Regions from separate parts of the Hordeum vulgare genome. Here regions 2 and 3 are each linked to region 1. A link is a contact called in public Hi-C data. All regions are on one chromosome and are shown on one strand. The core of a region is the stretch at or near the end of the contact, and the rest is flanking DNA. Distances in the headings are between cores, read along the strand shown.

Evidence for each region. Hi-C and Micro-C count contacts between places; a contact is called where the count stands out from the background.
Region 2: a Hi-C map of seedling shows a contact between it and region 1, with 6 times the contacts expected there. The contact joins the promoter of LOC123401733 here to the promoter of LOC123404541 in region 1. A contact is called at or near these places in 2 of 6 Hi-C or Micro-C datasets (leaf and seedling).
Region 3: a contact with region 1 is called in a Hi-C map of seedling, with 2.5 times the contacts expected there. The contact joins the enhancer-like site here to the promoter of LOC123404541 in region 1. A contact is called at or near these places in 1 of 6 Hi-C or Micro-C datasets (seedling) and 1 of 1 datasets of contacts at active chromatin or transcription factors (embryo).

The regions. Positions count from the first base shown.
Region 1 is chr6H:271,914,353-271,918,128 of MorexV3_pseudomolecules_assembly, forward strand. It overlaps LOC123404541 (zinc finger transcription factor YY1), which reads right to left and starts at 2,201. Exons shown (of 6, transcript XM_045098468.1): 1 at 1,898-2,201; 2 at 1,751-1,809. The coding sequence starts at 1,938.
Region 2 is chr6H:272,421,162-272,424,937 of MorexV3_pseudomolecules_assembly, forward strand. It overlaps LOC123401733 (transcription factor E2FA-like), which reads right to left and starts at 1,908. Exons shown (of 14, transcript XM_045095588.1): 1 at 1,461-1,908. The coding sequence starts at 1,676.
Region 3 is chr6H:272,172,859-272,176,634 of MorexV3_pseudomolecules_assembly, forward strand. No RefSeq gene overlaps it. Among protein-coding and RNA genes, the nearest start is that of LOC123401733, 250 kb to the right of the region's middle. Within about 2 kb of position 1,728, at least 2 of the 3 cell types and tissues checked have open chromatin away from gene starts, as enhancers often do. A contact at or near this core is called in seedling, where this site is marked.

The DNA of each region.
Region 1 (3,776 bases), core at 951-3,450:
GCATGTATACAGATATGGCTAGGGTAGGCGTGCGTACCTAGGCTGCTGTCCAATAGTGGCGCTGCCCTAGTGCCTCGCCCTCCTTCACCGTGCTGCTGAATAGTAGTGCCCACTCCTCCAGCAAGCAAAGTGGCTGGCACTCACTCAGAGGATGTCTTATATTTGGGCACCATGCCGCAGATCTGGGCACCTGAGGGGTCTGAACCAGCTATCCAAAATGTTGGGGTCAGTATGGTGGGCTTGTGTGACAGGGCTGTGGCCTTGGGCGGTGAGAGCAGAGCCTGCTGGCGTGCAGCATGCGGTGGCCTCTATTGAGGAGCGGTGGGCCGGCAAGGGTTCTGGCCTATCACTGCTCTACATGCTATCGAGAGACACCTGCTGTGTGTTGATGGCATTGCTGTGGATTTGGGCAAAAGACAAGACAGTAGCAAGTGTGTTTCAGTGCCCATGTGGGTTGTGGTTGGCGATCCGCTGGATCTGGTCGGCACAGAAATTCACCCTGGTGGGCAGTTTTTGGTGTTGTCGATGATGTGTAAGCGACATGACTTCAGGCCCCACAGTTAGCGGATCACAGAGTAAGTTGTGCCTTAAAATCCTAGAGGAGTGGCTCAAGTACCTGCGCCGGCGGTGCAAGGATGAAAGCTGATCTGCATCAGCTTCAGGCAATGCAGATGACGAGTTTGTTTGGGCTTCAGTTTCGACAGATTCAGCTGTGGACTTGCTGTGCTGGCAAAACTGCTGTGCTGAGGAAACAGCTGTAGTGAAGGTTAGTTGTTAGGCAAAAAAATGTAGCTGCGGAAACGACTGTGAGCTGGTGAAAACGCTATGTTTCACGAGGAGGGGGGCGAAGGGGGAAAATAGATCATGCCTGTTGTGGCCTTTATGACATAATTACGACCAAACACCAAATGTTGGAGGGGCAAGGGAAACAGCTTTGGCTGTGAAGTACACCAAAACATGCTTTGAGCTGTTACACTGAAAATAGCCCGAAACAGTACAATTGTTCTAAAATAGCTGTTTGTTTTAGCTTTTTTTAGTCAAAAAACTGCCCTGAAGCTGAAACAAACAGGGACGACATCTGGTAGCTTGGGTATTCATTGTGATACACATGGGGTGCAGCAACATGTGGCAATGCAACATGCAGGCCGTCGACATTAGTCAGTGAGTTTCAGCATGGGCAGGGCATCTTGCGCGCTCTTCTCAGGCCTGCCAGGGCTAACTCCTCATTGTGTGGGACAGGCCGGATTTGGCCTGCCTCTTCATTGTGTGGGACATGCCGGATATGGCCTACACGGAGGGGGAGGCAATGCCCCAGTGCTGCAAGGGTGTCTTCAACAGTGATGTGAGGCAGCACCATTGTTGGGCCGTCTTCAAGAATCACAACAAACGTTTCCACTGGTCAGCCACGTGTTGGAAGATGAAAGGCTTTTTTAGTGGTGTGTATATTATACTTGCCTCTAGCGGCCGTTAGTTGCTATCTTGCTGGAGGGGTGTTAGGTTGTAATGGCCTAGCCTTAAGCTTGTAATCATTCTAGGCGCAAGGCTTTGGCTTTCTCGAAAGTTAGGCTAGTCTGCACCTGTGACCAACCAAACCGAAGCCTCTATCTAATAAACACCCGGTAGAATTTGAGCACCGAAAACCACAATAACAGCCAAAGAAAGATCATGTCAAGCAGCAATCGCAGGCACGATTACTAAGCAACAGCAAGTCAAGGTAAGAATTTACAGCAGCGACAAGAAGGCGAGGTACCTCGCACCCACTTGTAAAGCGCACACGGGCCGCCGGCGATGACGAGGTCCTGCGGAACCCTAGGAGAAGGACGCAGCGCAAATAGTTCAGATCTATATTACACGAAGCAGAGTAGAATTCGAGGGTAGTAGGGGTTGGGGGACAAACCACTCCTTCACCCATCGGTAGGGGCGGTGGAGTCCCTGCATCTCGTCTCCCCGCGGGGCAGAAGGCGATGACGGCGTTATGGATGATTGTTGCAAGGGAAGATTCGGATTTGGGCTTGGGGCTGGGGCTGGGGCTGGGGCTGGGAGGGGCGGCGACTTATGTTTACCGGGCTACGGGTGGGTACGGACAGGGAGGGAGGCTCGGAGTCGGATGGCATGGTGGATGAGGAGCAGCATGTCGTGCTGCGAGGAAATCTATGGCTACGCCTCGCGGCCGCGGCTGCTCCTTTCCCATCCATCATCTCACAAGACCAAAGGCAAATGAAACAGGTCTCTTGAGTTGTTTTCCGGTTGTGGGGGCGTCTAGCAGGCACACAGGAGTGGATCATACCTGGCCAAACGGCCCGGCAGAATCGTGCAGCCACGCACAGCTCGTCGGGACACGATTAGTAAACGGGCCCGGCCGTGCCGGCCCACGTGCCCGGTATCAGGCCCAAACACGGCACGGGAGTTATACGGATCGGCCCGTCGGCACGTCACACCTGCTGGCCTGTTAGGATTTTAGTATTTTAAACCGCTATTTGAGTCGGTTTCGGCCTATTCGCTATTATTTGTACTGATTTTAATATATTGGACTGTTTTTTTGATTGATTTTGATCTATTGGGCTTTTATTTATCTTATATATATATATAATAAAAATGATAAACAGGTCGTGTCGTGCCGGCCCGCGTGTCCAACCTCCAGGCCCAGACACGGCCCGAGGCGTGCTTTGTGTCGGGTCGGGCCCGTTTGGCCAGATCTTAAGTGGATACCGGGAAGGGAGAGGTTAACAGTGTGTATTTTTACAAACAAACTACAACCCAAATGCTCACATAGAACACCCATACACTCTGAAAGTTATCTTCTACTCTCGAGCTAGCTTGGGATGAAAGTAAACTTCCGGGGGGGAAGAAGCATTCAAAAAAATCTGAATTTTTTGTCTAAACTTTGACAAATGTTCTCAGCGCTTCTAAATTTTCATCCTGAAATAACATTCGTGGAAGTCATGACAAAAAAACACTCTAAAATGCTTTCGAAAATAGCATTTTTGAGTGTTGATTTTTTTTTACCATGACCTTCATGAATGTTATTTCGGGATGAAATTTTTCAAAAGCAGAGAACATTTGTCAAAGTTAGAACCTGACAAAATATATTTTTTATTTATTTTACTTTTCATGGGAAAGCATACGAGCTCGAGATGAGAATAGATGTGTCCCATTGATACGTCTTCGTCGTATCTACTTTTCCAAACTCTTTTGCCCTTGTTTTGGACTCTAATTTGCATTATTTGAATGGAACTAACCCGGACTGACGCTGTTTTTAGCACAATTGTCATGGTGTTGTTTTGTGCAGAAATAAAATTTCTCGGAATGTCCTGAAAATTTACGGAGAATTTTTCTGGAATTAATAAAAAATACGTCCGCAAAGATCCACCGGAGGAGGTGTGCTAGTGGGCCACAAGCCCACATGCCGCGGCCACCCCCCAGGCGGTGCCGTGAGGGCTTGTGGGGCCCACGTGGCACCACCGCCTACAAACTCAGCTCTATTTATTTCGTCTCGCCCGGAAAAAATCAGGGAGAAGGATTCATCACGTTTTACGATACAGAGGCGACGCCACCTCCTGTTCTTCATCTGGAGGGCAGATCTGGAGTCCGTTTTGGGCTCCGAAGAGGGGAAATCGTCGTCATTGTCATCATCAACCTTCCTCCATCGACAAATCCGTGATGCTCTTCACCGTTCGTGAGTAATCTCATCGTAAGCTTGCTGGACGGTGATGAGTTGGATGAGATATATCATGTAATCGAGTTAGTTTTGACGGGGATTGATCCCTAGTATCCAC
Region 2 (3,776 bases), core at 658-3,157, 510 kb after region 1:
GGCCTAGCCCATTAAACCACAGGCCCATCTTCATATCCTCCTATTAAAGCTCTTGTATGGTGCAGTCAACAGGAAATTTAGATTTCCTCCTCACGTCGCCTCTTCCCCTCGTCCTCTCTCCCTTGCTACATGAGGCTGCTTCTCTCCCTCTTCCTCTGTCCCTTGCCAGAGAAGCTAGATCCCTCGCCGGAGAAGCTGATCCCTCGCCGGAATCAGTCAATTTGTCGTCGGAGTAGCTGAATCCCTCGTCGGCTAGGATTAATCCTCGCAGGGGAGGTAGGATCCTCACGGGGCAGATTGATTTCTCGCCTGAGAAACATGATTCCTTGCCGGAGAGACTGATATCTCGCCGGAGGACCTCGCCGGACGCTTTTTTGAGCGCCTTGGGCCAAAGCGAGGTGCTAGGCCAATGCCCAGCGCTTAAGCGCGCCTAGGCGAGCGCCTAATAGCACTTTTTTGAACAGTGGATAATCCTACACCAAACTAGTTCATTAGATTCAGAGTATTTATAGACCATTGAAACAGTGTAGCCTATGACTAGTTGAAGCTTTGACCTAAACTTTATTCAGTTGAGGGCAATAAAATGTACATGATAACTATCTCCCTATCAGAGATGCATGTCTTCAACAGTTGGTAGTTCGAGCTTGCACAGAATCAGGTATAAGCGGCAAATGGAACTCAGCTGCTCTTCACTGTTACTTGCTGAAATTTGTTCAGTTGATGATATTATATTATTATTAAACTGCTCGAGGTGCTAGACACACATGTTGCATCCAGTCATCCATCATACAGGCTGCAGAGAAGGGTTGAGCACCCAAAACATACATATACCAACATAAACCGATCAATCGTTTCTGTTCGGGCTCAAACGAATTTTTGCAGAGCAAAGAATACATATAAATTGCGGTTCAACTAATTCTTACTGCCAGCCATGCCATGCCATGCGGAAGCAGTTGGCAAGTATTAATGGGACTATATATTATTACCATATGTTGCCTAAGTATCTGTTTATTCAGGACCTCGCTGCAGGCAACATGTACATGTACAGGTGACAGAACTCTTCCTCTTTGTAACATTGAAGATTTGACAGACCATTCCAATTCTTGCTGTGGCACGACAACAACAACATGACATGAATATTTATTTTGCGGATCCACGTCACACAATTAACATAGTCCATGTTTATCTAACTTGTAAATGATTGTAGGCACTGGGCATTCAAGCTTCCGAAAACAGAGACAACTTTGGGGAGGACAAGAAATTGAGAAAAAATAAGGAATCTGCAAGTGGATCCTTAAGATATACTCAAATCAGCACATACACCCAACAAAACCCTCAAGCTCAGCAACCATTTGGTGTCTACAAAAACAGCTCAAATCACGCACAAGCTCAGCAACACCAGCAAAAAAAAAACAGAAACGGATAAATCGAGAGCTCCTTGTGGAGCACAAGTATCTCACCTGCGTCCGGATAACAAGCCTCTCATCAATATCGCCGCCAACACCACCGGCGCCGATGCCGCCTGAGCCGGAGGCAGAAGGGGTAGTCGGCGCATGAAAGCGATGGTAGTCGTCGGGTGAGGCGAAGGGAGGCCGCGATGGTGTGGAGAACACCGGGGGTGGGCGCAGCGACTGCAGGATTTTCTGAGCAGCCGGCGGCCTGCCGCCCCCCGACATAAGCCCGATCTCGCGATCGCGCGCTGCGGGACCCCCAACTCCCGGGAGTGATGGGCGGCTTCGGCTTCAGAGAAGACAGGAGGGCATCGGGGGGACCGCCGGAGATGGGGTTCCGGCGGCGGCGGCGGCGGCGGCGGCGGCGGGAGGTAGGTGGGTGGGGTTAGGGAGGTGGGAAAGGAGGGGAATAGAGGGAGAGAGAAGGGGGAAGGGGGGACGAAAGAGAAAGAGAGCAGAAAACGAGGGAAGGAGGGAGGGAAATTAAGTACTAGGCGTTTGGGGTATCATCGGTGTTTGATGTGGAGGGAACCCATTAAGCAGGCTGAATTTCGAATGGGCCACTACCATCCGGAACACCACGCATAGCGGCGACGATCTGCTTCTTCCTCAATTTATGCATTCCCTATTTCGCGCTTCAGGCGTGGGTTAAAGGGGCGTCCTACATCTCGCCCGGGAGCCCCTATTTGACGCGTGAGGCGCCCTCAGTCCAGCAGCGCGAAAGTCACTAGTTAGCGAGCTTTTCTTAACAAATTTTATCTTCTTTGAAAACCTCTCAGTGAGCACTTCTATGCGTTGCCACTTGATGCGTTTTCAACCGTCCCACTTATCGTGTTCTGAGCGCTTTTTTCAGATTTTGTTTTTTATTCTTTCACATGCGTTTTCGGCTTTTAAATTATTTTTTTGATTTTTTATTTTTTTTATGTTTTGGTTTTTCACCGGTCTTGCTTAGCTTTTTGACGAAAAAATTACGAAAGAAGACGCGTTTTTTGTTTTTCTGCGATAGGCACGGTCTTGTCTTCGTGAGGGGCACGGCCATGCATGTCGGAAACGAAAAAAACTTGTTTTCTATTTTTTGCGAGAGCCATGGTTTTGCTTCCGCGAGAGGCACGGGTTTGTTTCCGTGGGAGAAACGGTTTCGCCTTCGCAAGAGGCATGGCTGTGCCTCTTAGAAAGGGAAAAATAACGTGTTTTCTGTTTCTTTTTACGAAAGGTATGGTTTTGCTTCCGCGAGAGGCACAATTTTGCCTTCGTGAGAGGCAAGCACGTGACTTACGGAAAGGGAACAATAACGCATTTTTCGCGAGTGACACGATTTTGTTTCTGCGGGAGGCACGATTTTGACTTCGTGAGAGGCACGGTCGTGCCTCTCGGAAAGAAAAAACGCGGAAAACGTGTTTTCTCGGTTTTTTCCTATTGTGAGAGGCATAGTTTTTTTGGTCCGATTTTTCGTGAAAAAAAAAATCGTCAAACCTATCAACATGGGATCTAGTTTTGAAGATCTAGACGCGAGAAATCCAACGGTAAAAAAGGTTCAAGATTTGGACGCATGGTTTAGGAAATAAAACATTTTGAAAATACGAATCTACGAAAAAAAACTCATCGGTTGCGACAAGTGTCACGCATTCAGTGTGCCACATATCACAACCTCGAGATGTGGGGTGATCTTTGAAAGGAGTACTGTTGGGGAACGTTACATGGGAAACAAAAAAATTCATACGCACACGCAAGCCCTATCCATGGTGATGATCATCTACGAGAGAAGAGTTTGGATCAACATACCCTTTTAGATCACTAAGCGGAAGCGTATATAACGTTGTTGATATAGTGGGACATCTTCGCGATCCAAACGCAGTCCGTCCCGCGATCTCATCACGATCTGTCCCGCGATCCCATCCCAATCTAGTGTCGAACGGACGGCACCTCCGCGTTCAGCACACGTACGGCTTGATGACGTCTTCGCCGTCTTGATCTAGCAAGAGGGGCGAAGTAGTAGGTGAATTCTGGCAACACGACGGCGTGGTGTCGATGGTGGTGAAACTATTTCCGCAGGGCTTCGCCAAGCACAACGAAAACTATGACAGTGGATGAACTAGAGGGGCGGGGTTGCCGGCACACGGCTTGGGGCAATCTTGATGTGTCCCGGGTGCTAGCCATGCCCCTCTATTTATATGTTGAGCCCTGGGTCGTTTCTTGGAGAAAGGGCCTCCTCAAAGTTGGTTTGGCACGCAAGGCAAGAGTCCTCCTCAGACTCCAGGACAAGACGCCAGGGTCCTCGGCGTCTGGCCCCAAACGCCACGGTCCATGGCGTCTGGCCCGTGGCCT
Region 3 (3,776 bases), core at 478-2,977, 260 kb after region 1:
CCAACCTAGCCGCTCCCTCCATTCGTAGACGTCGGACCGCGATCCTACAGTCCAAAAACAGAATCGAATCCCATTTGGACCCGAACGAGCCATGTCGCCGCCCGTCCCCAAGCGCCTTCGTTCACGAGCTCCTGCCTTGCGTGCCTCTGCTCGACCTGATGCCCGTGCCGGCCTCCTCCTCGCCAGTCACTCGACCGCGTACCACCAGCGGGCAGCATACGGCCTCTGTCGCCCCATCTTCTCCCGCTCTCCCGCTAGCTCTTCCTCACCCGCCCTCTATCTTGCCATGTAGAAGTTCCACCATGGCCACCCTAGTCTCCGTGTTGGCGTCGTCCCAGGCTACCCCGCTGCCCAAAACAGAGCGCCCCCGGCCGGATCTGTCCATCGATCACCGCCAGAGCTCACCTCCATGCTGGATCTGGCTAGACTTTATCGCTGCAGTGCCTCCCGCTTCCCTGTCGCGCCATTGCTTCGTTCCCACATGCTCCAGCTGCTCATGCGTGCACGTGCATGTAGTTAATAGCCCGTGTGGGCCTCGCCTCGTCCCGGCCTAGCTGTGCGAGTAGCCAAGCCACGCAGCACCGGCATAGCGGAATTCCCTATATGCCGCTCATTGTAACAAGTAGTCCCAGCTTCGTAAAGGAGGTGCGAGCGAGCGACGTGGTTTGGGCCGGCCCGTTAACACTTTAACTGATCCCGGTTTTGGGACAGGTTTCTAGTCGGTTTTTTTCGGTTTTGGAAACTTTCTAGAAGATTCCCTCGATCAGGTTTTTTGTTTTCTTTTTTCTTTATTCTTCTTTGTTTTTTCTGTTTTAAAAATGTTCTGGATTTTAAAAAAAGAATTTCAAAAATTGTTTCAGAATTTGTAAAAATGTACCGGAATTTCAAAAAATGTGCCAAAATTTGAGAAAAAAATCTAGAATTTGTAAAAATGTTCTGGAATTTGAAAAACTGTTCCGGAATTTGAAAAACGTTGCGCAATTTGAAAAATTGTTGCGGAATTTAAAAAAATGTTTCGGAATATGACAAAATGTTTCAGAATTTTAAAAATGTTCCAGAATTTGAAAAAATGTACCAGAATTTGAATAAATGTTTCAGAATTTAAAATGTTTCAGAACTTGAAAAAATGTTCTGGATTTCAAACAATGTGTTCCACTTTCAAATTTTGTGCACAAAGAACCGTGAATATTTGTCGCCAACTCAACAAATGTTGTGGAATTTCATAAAATGTTCTAGAGATCTAAAATTCTAAAAAAGTTCATGTTTTAAAAATCACAAATTCAAAACTTGTGTTTTGGAAAAGAAAATATTCATTTCAAAAAATGTTTGTGTTTTCACACAATGTTTGGGACATTTGGAAAATTATTTGTATTTAAAAAATGTAATCGGTTTTACATTTTTTTCAATTATTCCGCCGTTGTCTTCCGTTTCTTCTAATACTGCACGGCAAATAGAACACAAGAGCTTGGTTGTCGCAGTGGCTAGCGCATCACGCGCATGACTTAGAATTCTGGGGTTCGAATCCTAGGAAAAGTGTTGGTTCTTGCGTGTTTTAAATTTTTTTGACCTCGCGATCATGAGTTGGGCCGGCCCATATGAGCCGCCCCTTTGCGAAACGCAAACTCCTTAACACAAAGTGCGTCACATAGGAGGTCCCGCCTCGCGTCGCCCGCCCTGCCTCCACCTCCACTCACCTGGGCTAGGCCCACTCTTCTGAGCCTCGGTCCGACATCTCGTATAAGATGCTTTGTGCATGATATTGCTATGTTGCACAAATATCTATTGTTCGGGTGTAGCACTGATTCGCGCGTGTAGTATTTTTTCCTCTCTAGCGAGTTATCCAATCATCGAGGGAATTATCTATTTTACAAAAAAACCGAATGTTCATGCATTTAATAACTTGAAAACCACACATCGGATTAAAATGATTTAAATATGTAAAATTACTAGAATTTTGTGTAGTTTCAGAATATGAAACTATCATGCGTGATAAAAAATGTTTAACTTGTTGTTTGCATTTAATTTACATTAATGACCTATTAAATGGTTTATTTCGTAACTAAAATATCATAGCTCCGAATTAAATGATCCACATATGTAACTTGACTAGAAAATACGTAGAATAAAATGGTGTGATTTATTTTCCTAATTAATAAATATAAAACATGGTTAGGCAAAACAGTACCAAATTCATAATATGCATATGAGGTCGTCTTGGAAATGCTATGTGTTGCTTCCGGCCTCATTTCAAATGCCTAGATGATGTAGTTGTTTATGCTTCACCTCTTGCCATGTTTAAGAACATTTAAACTTGTTGGGTAAATAGACTAGAATGAACTAAGTAAATTTATCGTGGAGTTTCGTCAATATGCAGTTCTTGCATAGTGAGCTTCGCTTAATTTGTGGTATCCGATGGTTGCATCATGCCATGACATGCCTATTAAACCGGAGATGCATCATATTTCTTTGTGCATCATATCATGAATATGATGTGGTGTTTACCGTGTCACTTGTTCATTTCTGGATTCACTTCTACTCCCTAGAGTCCAAAAGCATTTCGGAGTGTGAGGATTTGTTCAACTACGCCCATTCGTCTACTTCACGTATTCGTTCTTCTTCCAAGCGGGATGACAAGTAAGATGATCATTTTTGTGGATACCACTACTATCATTGTCATGCTAGTTGTCTCGTTTCTATCGCCATGTCTCGCTTCCTGCCACTTGTTTGCCAAGCCTCCCAAAATACCATGATAAGCCCCTAACCTTTAACATCCTAGCAAACCATTGTTTGACTAAGTTACTCCATGCTTGGCCCTTCTTATCACGTTGCTAGTTGCCGATGCAATTTGTTCATGTTGGGACAAGGATATCTTGAGATATCATAATATTATTGCTATCTAATTTAATGCACATATGTACTTGGTAAAAGGTGGAAGGTTTGGCCTTTTGTTCAGTGATTTGTTACATTGCTCCCCTAGTTACTTGTGTACCAGTGTTATGTTCCATATTGAGCCCTCCTAACATGATTGGGGTTGTTATGGGAACCCCTTTGAATTTTCTTTTGGGATAAAAATCTTCTGGCAAGTCCCAACATTGGTACTACATTTTCCTAATAACTAATAAACTTGCACAGGGACTTTCTGGACCGCGTGGATTAATCAACAACCCGGCCAGTCCTCCTCGTGAGTGTTGGTCCAACCTAGAGCAGCTTATTACTGCCGCCCGAGGAAACTCGGTGATTGGTGTGGTAACCATACCTCATATGTCGTGTCCTGAGAACGAGATACACTGCTCCTATCGAGTTAATAGACACATCAGGCAGTCTTGTTGGCTTTGTTTTACCTTTATTGAATGTCTTCTGCACCGAGATTCTGAGAATACTTTGGGCTATCTCGAGGTTGAGGTTTTCCATGCAGCTTATGGCTAGTTTGTGATGGATGAATTGGAGGACCCCTGGGGGTTAAATCTTTCTCAGAGTCGTGCCCGTGGTTATGTGGCAACTTGGAAACTTGTTAAACACTAGGTTATAGAAAACTTGAAGTAAACTCAACTAAGATACACCAACCATGTGCGCAACCATGACCGTCTCTTCTTGTGAGGTTTGAACCAAGAAGAGAACACGGTGGGGTTATGTTTTACTGGTAAGTAGGTGTTCAAGATCACTTTTTGATCATTATTAGTTCACGTTCGTTTATGTGTATATCACTCTTATTATTCTTGTACTCGTAAGCTAGCCACATATTCAAATGTTTAGTGCTTGTTGCAGCCTCACCACTT